2 separate regions of the Danio rerio genome follow, and region 2 is linked to region 1. Evidence: chromatin contacts called from public HiChIP or PLAC-seq data. All regions are on one chromosome and are shown on one strand. The core of a region is the stretch at or near the end of the contact, and the rest is flanking DNA. Distances in the headings are between cores, read along the strand shown.

Region 1 (5,064 bases), core at 1,675-4,174:
AGAAATCATTTTTCTTCTTTTTATATATACAATCAAACCTCAGTGTTCTAGGATTGTTAGTAATTCTATTTAATCAAATAATAGGAGACCAAAGTAAAAAATTACAAAAAAAAGAGGGACATAAAACTGTTAATCATAACTGGTTCTGTTCTTTTTCCAACTAGACTGGAAAAATAAAAAGCTGTGTTTTAATAAACAAATGTAAAAAATAACCAAAATAGTAGAATATATAGTAAAAGTACTCAGGAAAATATTAACGTTTAACATTGGCTATATTGTTTTGGATGCATTTATAAAAGACAAAAAAGATGAGTCAAAATATATACAAGGTTGATGATATTTTTAAATAATGAGCTCTGACTTATCTGCAATCATTTGTATCTCATAATAACATTGTTCTCATGGAAACAAGTTTGTCTGACTTGAGCAATAAAACCACAACACAACAACAGGTGTATTGACAGTAGGTTTACAGATGCAGATGACAACTTACAATAACTTGCAACCCTAAGTGTAAGAAATTTGTGATGAAGTTGTGTTTAGTGCAGACATATTGATATTGATATTGAAATTGCCTATAGTCTATGAACACATACATCCATTATATATTATGCAGTACACACAGCATCTGATGTCCAAATAAGTTAGAAAAACATCAGGAATCCATGACCTCTAGGGGCTCCATGAAGTTACTACAGGGACACCAATATTAATTGTTTGACTACCAGATTGGGTTTAGACTAGAGAAAATGGGGAAAAAAAAAACCAAAATATAAACAAAACCAAAACACATTGTAATATATTGATATTTCATCTATTTGGAATTTTCAGTCTTTGATATGCTCTCCAAGGCTCCATTTATTTGGAAAATGCAGTAAATTCACTAATATTGAAAAACAGTCTTATACATTAAAATAGCAGTTTTCTATGCTAAAATATTTTTGAATGTAACCTATTTCCGTGAAGGCCAAAGTGAAATTTCAGCATTGTTGATCCACTCTTTAGAGTCACATGATCCTTTAGAAGTTATTCTAGCATGTTGATTTGGTGATCAAATAATGCTTCTCCCTATTATTAATATCAAAAAGAGTTTCAGATGCTTTTTCATTTTTAAAAGCGTATATGCAGTATAAAAAACATTTATTCACAAATGAGGCCTTACAATAATCAATAGTAACCTTAAACAGAAAAGAAAATGTATTTAAAAATATATTGTCAAATAATTGCTGTTCATGAAATGTTTTCAAACAAAAACTCTAAGAAAAATTAAGCATAATTCTCACAAAAAAATTAAACATCAATAACTGTTGATGACAATAAACATATTATAATAAATATTATAGAATAATATTATAATAATAAATATTACAATTAATAACAATGAGAAATAATATGACTATAAAATGTGTGCATGGTGAGCAGCATCTTAAGAATATGCATTTGTAACAGTTTGAGATCTTGTTAGGCATTTTTGAATATACAAACATGAAAATGTAGGCTTAATAATAATAATAATAATAATTCTAACAAACAAGTTAATAAATAATAAATGATCAATTAAAATGCAAAATTAAAATAACATTTAATCAATATAAATCATCAGGGTTCCCATTGAAAGCCAAATTCCCAGATTTTTACTTACTAAACCTGAATTTCCATGATCTATAAATATAATAAATGGGAAAACAGGCGGCTGTTGTGCTTTGCATACTATTAGAATGGTTTTAGCTTGAATGTCTTTTTGCATGTCTTTAATAGTTCTTATGAGAACAACAATATATAACTTAAGTCAGATTTAAAAATAAACCTGATGTACATACAGATTGTGTGGCTGTGAGGTGAATTATCCATCTCCCATATTTGATAGCTTGATAGCAGTTTTACCAACTTTACATTAAATTTTTCTGCCATATTGTTTTTAACACCCAGTCCTTTTCAAGTATTTATTTTGAAGCCAAAGCTATTAAATGTATAACAGGTAACATTATAACAGGTACATTCCAGCTATTGTGTTTAACGTAAATGTCTACTAGATGATAAATTGGAGCTGGAAATAGCCTGACCCTAACAATAGGTATAACATAGAGATAAGGGCAAAGTTTTGGTGGCCCACACAGCATTTAAAAATAAAAAAACCTCTGCAATATGTCACTTCATCTCGCAGGCTCTGGCCTGAAAAAAGTTAAAGACTCCTCCTGACTAAGTGTACACAAATTTTATTTTTATCAAAACTTGCTTTATTATCTCCTCCTATAACTGGTGCATTATGGCATTTTATGTCAGTATAATTCATTATGCAGGAAACAATAAACCAATCAATCACAATGCTTAAAATCAAACAGTAAATTAAATTGTCAACACTGAAAAACCATGAAGGAATTAGTTTAGTCTCACTCGATAGTATTCTTTTCTACGTTGGTATATAAAAATAAATCTTTTTTTATTTATTTAAAAACCCTTAATTCCAATATAACATTAATAAATCTAAGAAAAACAAGATGACATCCAAGACCCATGTCACCTAAATCCTGTCTCCTCAGACTCATGTGATACTGGACATCTGACACCACGACCATCCCGAACTATAGCTTCTTTACCAAATGATATGGGCCATTTCTAAATAATACACCGACCACACACACAAGCTGCATAAATAAATGATTAAACGAGTTGTTTATGTCTCTCTAACACCAATGTTTTGGCTAAGCAGCTCATCTAACATCCACTTACCACCGGCTAATTTGGGTATTCGTCCGATTTTGTTGGTTATTTCAGCGGTGAGGGTCCCAAAGTCCTGTTCGTACGCTTCAAAATCTGAAGACATGTTGTATTTTTAGTTTTAAAAGATTAAAAGAGCGATAAACTGAGCTGCGTTACACACTGTTGCTTGTGTCTGCTTCTTATTGACGTCCGCGTCACTTCCGGGTGGTGTCACGGGAATTTGTTCACGATTTCTTCCTGTCAATGGTTCCGCTGTGGGGTGAGTCGTGCGATTAATTGTTTGGTCTTCCTCGTTGAATTGCGTGTAGTTATTTTTGAAAACGGATTTAAGCTTTGACAGTATTACGATTGGCTAAATAGCGCGTTCACTGGGTCATATTAAGCGGCGCTGTCATTTTTCTTGGACTCTGACCGCACGAGGAAACAGTAGTCGAGGTACAGTATGTGTCAACGATTAATTTTTCATTTCAGTATAGAGTACAATTAACGATACATGGGTCATAATGAAAGATAAATGACGTCTTACATGTGTTAGTAACCTTGTTTTTTTGCCTTGAAGCATGTGTCATTGGTTAAGGTCTGCTATCATATAGATTGCTAGTTATAGATAAGGTCATTTCTACAGTTAAGACTTCAATATTTTACCTCATAAAATTGAATTATACCGCCTTTTGGTTGGATTTAAGTTTGTTTAGTATTTGAGCTGGACTGATTTACTTCATGCAGACTGACAGCAGACTGTTATTTTTTATGGCGTTTAAACATCGTGCGCTTTTGCCTTTAACCTTTAACCTTGCGTGTTGCACCAAAAATAGTGGAAGTAGTAAAATATAAACTAAATTATGCAACACATGAGCATAGAAACAAAGTTTGGGTGTGCCTTGGAAACAAGGTGTGCTGCCACTGAAGCACAATATTTGACAGGTAACATTACCCATTGTATTCATCACTTTATAATTGTAGTTTTCGTTTACAATAGATTCAGTTTTGTCATAATGGCAGTCAATGCTAAACAAATTAGCTCTAGAAGGCATATAGATAGTGAAGTAAATCATAAATTGATGTGTCTGACATGTCTAGTTTTGGTGTCGGCATTAAAAATGAAATAAACAAAAAAAATTTAATTTATATACATATTAGAAAACACTAAATGCAAGTGTCTACTTTCGGGTTTTAGATAACGTTCATGAAATTAAATAATGTTCTGTTGTCATTCACCTCAATTTAATGTAATTTATGTTAAAATTTATTAAAATACGATCGCTTCACAGCAAGAAGGTCACTGGTTTGAGCCTCAGCTAGGTCAGTTGGCATTTCTGTGTGGAGTTTGCATGTTCTCCACGTGTTGGCCTGGGTTTCCTCTCTGGGTGCTCCAGTTTCCCCCACAAGTCCAAAGACATTTGGTACAGGTGAAATGAATAAGCTAAATTGGCCATAGTGTATGTCTGTGAATGAGAGTATTCCCAGTGATAGGTTGCGGCTGAAAGGGTATCTACTGCGTAAAACATATGCTGGATAAGTTTGTGGTTCATTACGCTGTGGTGACCCCAGAATAATAATGGGCCTAAGCTTAAAAGAAAATGAATGAATGAATTAATGAATGAATAAATGAATTAACATACTTAAGTAATTCTTTCATTCATCAAAAGAGCCTGTGTGCTCAAACGTTACACACTGTGATAGATTTAAAAACTTGCTTTTGGAGTGGGGGCATCACGGTGGCTCAGTGGTTAGCACTGTCACCTCACAGCAAGAAGATCAGTGGTTCGAGCATCAGCTGGGTCAGTTGGCATTTCTGTGTGGAGTTTGCATGTTCTCAACATGTTTGCGTGGGTTTCCTCCGGGTGCTCCGGTTTCCCCCACAGTCCAAACACATGCGGTACAGGTGAATTGTGTAAGCTAAATTGTCCGTGAATGAGTGTGTATGGATGTTTCCCAGTGATGGGTTGCGGCTGGAAGGGCACCTGCTGCGTGAAACATATGCTGGATAAATTAGCGATTCATTCTGCTGTAGCGACCCCAGATTAATAAGGGGACTAAGTCGAAAAGAAAATGAATGAATGAATAAATGAATGCTTTTGTAGTCATCAATGCCTTTTATACATATTTTATAACAAAATAAGTGAAAATAAAACTCTGAATTAAATTAGATATTTAAACAAGTCATAATAAAACAAATCAAAACACTTGCTACAAAATGTATTAAATAATCAAAATATGAATTGCACGTTGAAATTAAACACTGAGAAAATAATCATGAACATTCTAAATTGTGTTTTTTATTAGTATGGTGGATTTAGTGGTAAATGTGTCAGTATATTTATTTGACTTATTTGGAGTGTC
Region 2 (4,895 bases), core at 2,140-4,639, 73 kb after region 1:
TCATTAATAACAAAAATTATTTACTTTTTGTTTTAAGTAAGAACTGCATGTGCAAAAACTCTTCTTCTGTGTTAAAAGTCAAGCAAGGTACTTTTGTTTTCAGATTTATATACAGTATAAGCCTAAAATCATTCCTTAAAACCAAACCTCCATCCTTTACAGAGACTACGAAATAAGGAGAAATGTTGGAATACTCACACTAGCACAATTAAAGAGGAACGTGTCCGGAATACATATGCAAATGTTCTTGGTACTTTCTGAATACACAATTAAGAGTCAGCGGGATGCCTGCAAGATTTAAAAAGACTGCTTGAAGGCATCAACACTGCATTCAGATTAGTAAAGTGAATTTCATGCAAATTTTCTTCAGAAGTTCAATCAAGGAGCTTTATGTTTATCTAAAGATCAAGCACACACAATATATGTAGTGATCATCTGATAGGTCTAATCATCTAGAGTCAGTCCTGCAGAAAACATTTTATCCATTGCTTGTTATATAGGAAAAATTTAGTTTTAATTTGTATGTATATGTATGAATTACTAGATGGTGTCTATGACTGACGACAGTGTTGCCAGCATGTATTTAGAGGAAGTTCCTAAATGCAGGCAACTATTCTGGGGTCGCCACAGCAGAATGGACCGCCAACATATCTAGCTGCCATGTTTTACGAAGCGGACACCCTTCCAGCTACCATCACGGAGAAACATCCATACACACTCATTCAGACACAAATATTACCGACAATTAAGCTTAACCCAATTCACCTATACCACATGTCTTTGGACTTGTGGGGGAAACCGGAGCACCCAGAGAAAACCCATGCGAACACGAGGAGTACATGCAAACTCCACACAGAATGCCAACTGACTCAGCTGAGGCTCAAACCAGCAACCTTCTTGCTGTGAAGCGATCGTGCTACACACTGCACCACCATGACTCCCATGCCATTCATTCATTCATTCATTTTCTTTTCGACTTAGTCCCTTTATTAATCTGGGGTCGCCACAGCAGATAATACCGGCAACTTATCCAGTGCATGTTTTACACAGCGGATGCCTTTCCAGCCGAAACCCATCACTGGGAAATATCCATACAAACTCGTTCACAACGGACAATTTAACTTACCCAATTGACCTGTACCACATGTCTTTGGACTTGTGGGGGAAAACGTAGCACCTGGAGGAAACCCACATGAAAGTGGGGAGAAGATGCAAACTCCACACAGAAACGACAACTGACCCAGCCGAGGCTCGAACCAGCGACCTTCTTGATGTGAGGTGACTACCTACTGCGCCACCATGTCGACCCTGTATTATGTTGTGTTGTATTATATTATATTATATTATATTATATTATATTATATTATATTATATTATATTATATTATATTATATTATATTATATTATTCATTCATTTTTCTTGTCGTCTTAGTCCTTTTATTAATCCGGGGTCGCCACAGCAGAATGAACCGCTAAGTTATTGAACAAGTTTTTTACGCAGCGGATGCCCTTCCAGCCGCAACCCATCTCTGGGAAACATCCACACACACATACACACACACACACACACACACACACACACACACACACACACTCATACACTACGGACAATTTAGCCTTCCCAATTCACCTGTACTGCATGTCTTTGGACAGTGGGGGAAATCGGAGCACCCGGAGGAAACCAACGCGAAGGCAGGGAGAACATGCAAACTCCACACAGAAATGCCAACTGAACCGAGGTTCAGCGACCTTCTTGCTGTGAGGCGACAGCACTACCTACTGCGCTTCTGCCTCGCCCTGTATTATATTATATTATATTACATTATATTATAGTATAGTATAGTATAGTATAGTATACCATAGTATATTATATAGCCACTGCTTTAAATTAACTTTAGACATTTTACTTCAAACTCAAGACATTAACAAAGACAAGACATACTACAAACTTCTAAGCCAATGGCTATGGTAGAGAAATCTGACAAAGAGCATTTCTGATTGGCTAATTCTCCATCTGTATTAAAAACTGATGCTGTTTACAGTATGACAATTCCTTCCACGAACAATACATAGTCACTATTATGAAAACAAAACAGTGTCACTGTTTTGAGGAAATACATTATTGAGATATTAGTCATTATTATAAGAATTTTACAGACTCCTATTTGTTTTGCGAATATTAGCATACAAACAGAATTTTTGAACTGGCCTAACAGTTAAATACTCTATCACTTTAAATATAGCTATGTTTAAAGGGATAGTTTACTCTAAAAATTTAAATATAGCCTACTGACTGTTACTCAACCTCAAGTGGTTCCAAACCTTTATGAATTTCTTCTGTTAAACACAAAATACATTTAGAAGAAATGTTGACTTCCAAAGTAGGAAAAAATATTACTAGAGAAGTCAATGGATACAGGTTTTAAACATATACCAAAATTCATTTTGTGTTAAACGAAAGAAAGAAAGAAAAAAAGACAGAAAGAAAGAAAGAAACTTTTCCTTTAATGCAGGGTGCTTTTTCTGATCTGAATCTTAAATATCAATTATTTAAAAAGAGATAATATAAATATACATTTGACCACCCCTACATCAGTTCATTGTGGACGCATAATCACACCAATCAGCCTGTTAGGCATTGATAGACAACATTACTGTTCACAAGACTTTTCCTCATAAAATAGGTGTTTGTTTCTGTATAATCTAAATGTAAAGTCAAATTAGATGTGTAGTTTGTATAGTTTGAATTACAGTAACCTTTAAAATAGCTAATCAAAGGATACTGTGGATCAGAATACACAAAATATCCCTCAGTACACTTGAAAACTTAAATACCTTTTTGCAAGTGAAGGGCATAAAAATGGACTGGAATGCAGCCCTACACTTCCTGGATAGAAAGCCACAGTCCTGCACATATTAGCTTTAATCCTAATTAAACACACCTGATCAAACTAATTAAGTCCTTCAGGCTTATTTGAACTTAAAGTCGACAGGTAAGTGTGTTGAAGCAGGGTTGCTGCCGCTGCCCTCCAGGAACTGAGTTTGACACCCCTGTCATAAAAGTTTGAAATCACCTAGGAGGGGAAAAGTTAATAGTGAGTACATTTTCATTTTTAGGGCAACGATCCTTTTAAATGTATGCTACGTTGTTTAAAAAGGCATCTGTCTCTTTAAGTAACGTTAACCACATGGTCATATTTGTTAGCCACTCCTGACACTGAACTGAATTTATTGAAAAGAAACTGAAGAGCTCTAATGTTTCAACCTTGTTAGTTTTAACTTTTCACCCAATCTAACGACGACCCTTAGTGGTTCTAAATTGAATTACAGGACGACGCGGGGGAGGCGGAATAAGCCCGGCTGTCATACATCTTTTCCCCTCTGTGTGCAGTGTCTGTCAAGTGCACTGCTGCCTATAGGTTGTGTTGTGGGCAGTTTCAAGGACGAGAACAGGCTCACAGTGCGCAAAAAGAGGTCCATTTTAAGAGTGATGGCGCATCAAGAGCATTTTCTAAAGGTAAAACTTTTCTCTTTCCACACCAGGCGTTGCCTACGTATTTCCTTTAGTTTGATGCATAATGAGGGGTGGGCGCATGGTTTAGTTAGCAAGCTAGCATAGGGGAAAGCGGCTGCTCGCTGAGTATATCGATTCAGCGAACCGGCAAAACCACATAACTGTAAATTTATAATGATTCTTGGCGTATATCATGTATAATATCAAGCGTCATGTATACTGAATTGTATTAAGAATATTGTAGTATGGCTATTAATTTACAGCACGCCGTTTACAGTTAACTAAAGGCTGAATAGACAGTGCTGTAGGGCGAAACGTCCTGACTCTGCATGCGACTCAGGCGATAAGACTCTTGGCAGTTCACTCGAGCTCAGCGTGCTAGAGTTGACAAAGACAGTCAAATGCGATCTGATAGCATGAAGCTTACAGTAACGCCAGTCTTTACAGCAGCACGTGCATTCGATTAAACCTAATAGATATAAATAGGGTATAAAAATACGCTCTGATGGTTTTGACCCAATGTGAATGATCTTTTTAACAAATTAACTGAAAGGGCCGTTCGGTAAATATTGATGTTTAGTCTTAGAAGGTCAAACCAATAAATGTAACTAGTAATTTATTTTATATAAAGCATTTTAAATGCGTAGTATGTTGTAATAACAAACAATAAATGAATGTGAAAGTAGATATGTATTGTATATGCATGTCTGTGTGTGTAATATATATATATATATATATATATATATATATATATATATATATATATATATATATATATATATATATGTATATATATATATATATATGTATATATTACACACACAGACATGCATATACAATACATATACATGCATATACAATATATATATATATATATATATATATATATATATATATATATATATATATATATATATATATATATATATATATATGTATATATATATATATATATGTATATATATATATATATATGTATATATATATATATATGTATATGTATATATATATATATATATATATATATATATATATATATATATATATGTTGAAAATCTTTATATATATATATATATATATATTACACACACACACATGTATACACAACACATATCTATTTTCACATGCATTTAATATATATATATATATATATATATATATATATATATATATATATATATATATATATATATATATATATATATATATATATATATATTTTTTTTTTTTTTTTTTTTAATGAATCTGTAACCTTTTAACTTGTTATTAGTTGGACAGGCCAAAATCACATTATGGCGGTAAAGCCTGCTACTGTACACGCCAGGTCAGTTTGTGTTGGATAATTAATAACATTAGGTATCAGATATCACAACAACACGCC

The links. HiChIP or PLAC-seq counts read pairs in DNA pulled down with a chosen protein or histone mark.
Region 2: a contact with region 1 is called in an H3K4me3 HiChIP or PLAC-seq map of embryo, with 3 times the contacts expected there. The contact joins the promoter of gpam here to the promoter of vti1a in region 1. A contact is called at or near these places in 2 of 4 datasets of contacts at active chromatin or transcription factors (caudal fin and embryo).

Annotation. Positions count from the first base shown.
Region 1 is chr12:33,313,978-33,319,041 of GRCz12tu, forward strand. vti1a (vesicle transport through interaction with t-SNAREs 1A) reads right to left here and starts at 2,925. Exons shown (of 8, transcript NM_001313750.1): 1 at 2,731-2,925. The coding sequence starts at 2,824. It overlaps zdhhc6 (zDHHC palmitoyltransferase 6), which reads left to right and starts at 2,948. Exons shown (of 11, transcript NM_001204157.1): 1 at 2,948-3,156.
Region 2 is chr12:33,386,414-33,391,308 of GRCz12tu, forward strand. gpam (glycerol-3-phosphate acyltransferase, mitochondrial) reads left to right here and starts at 3,390. Exons shown (of 22, transcript XR_012388065.1): 1 at 3,390-3,517.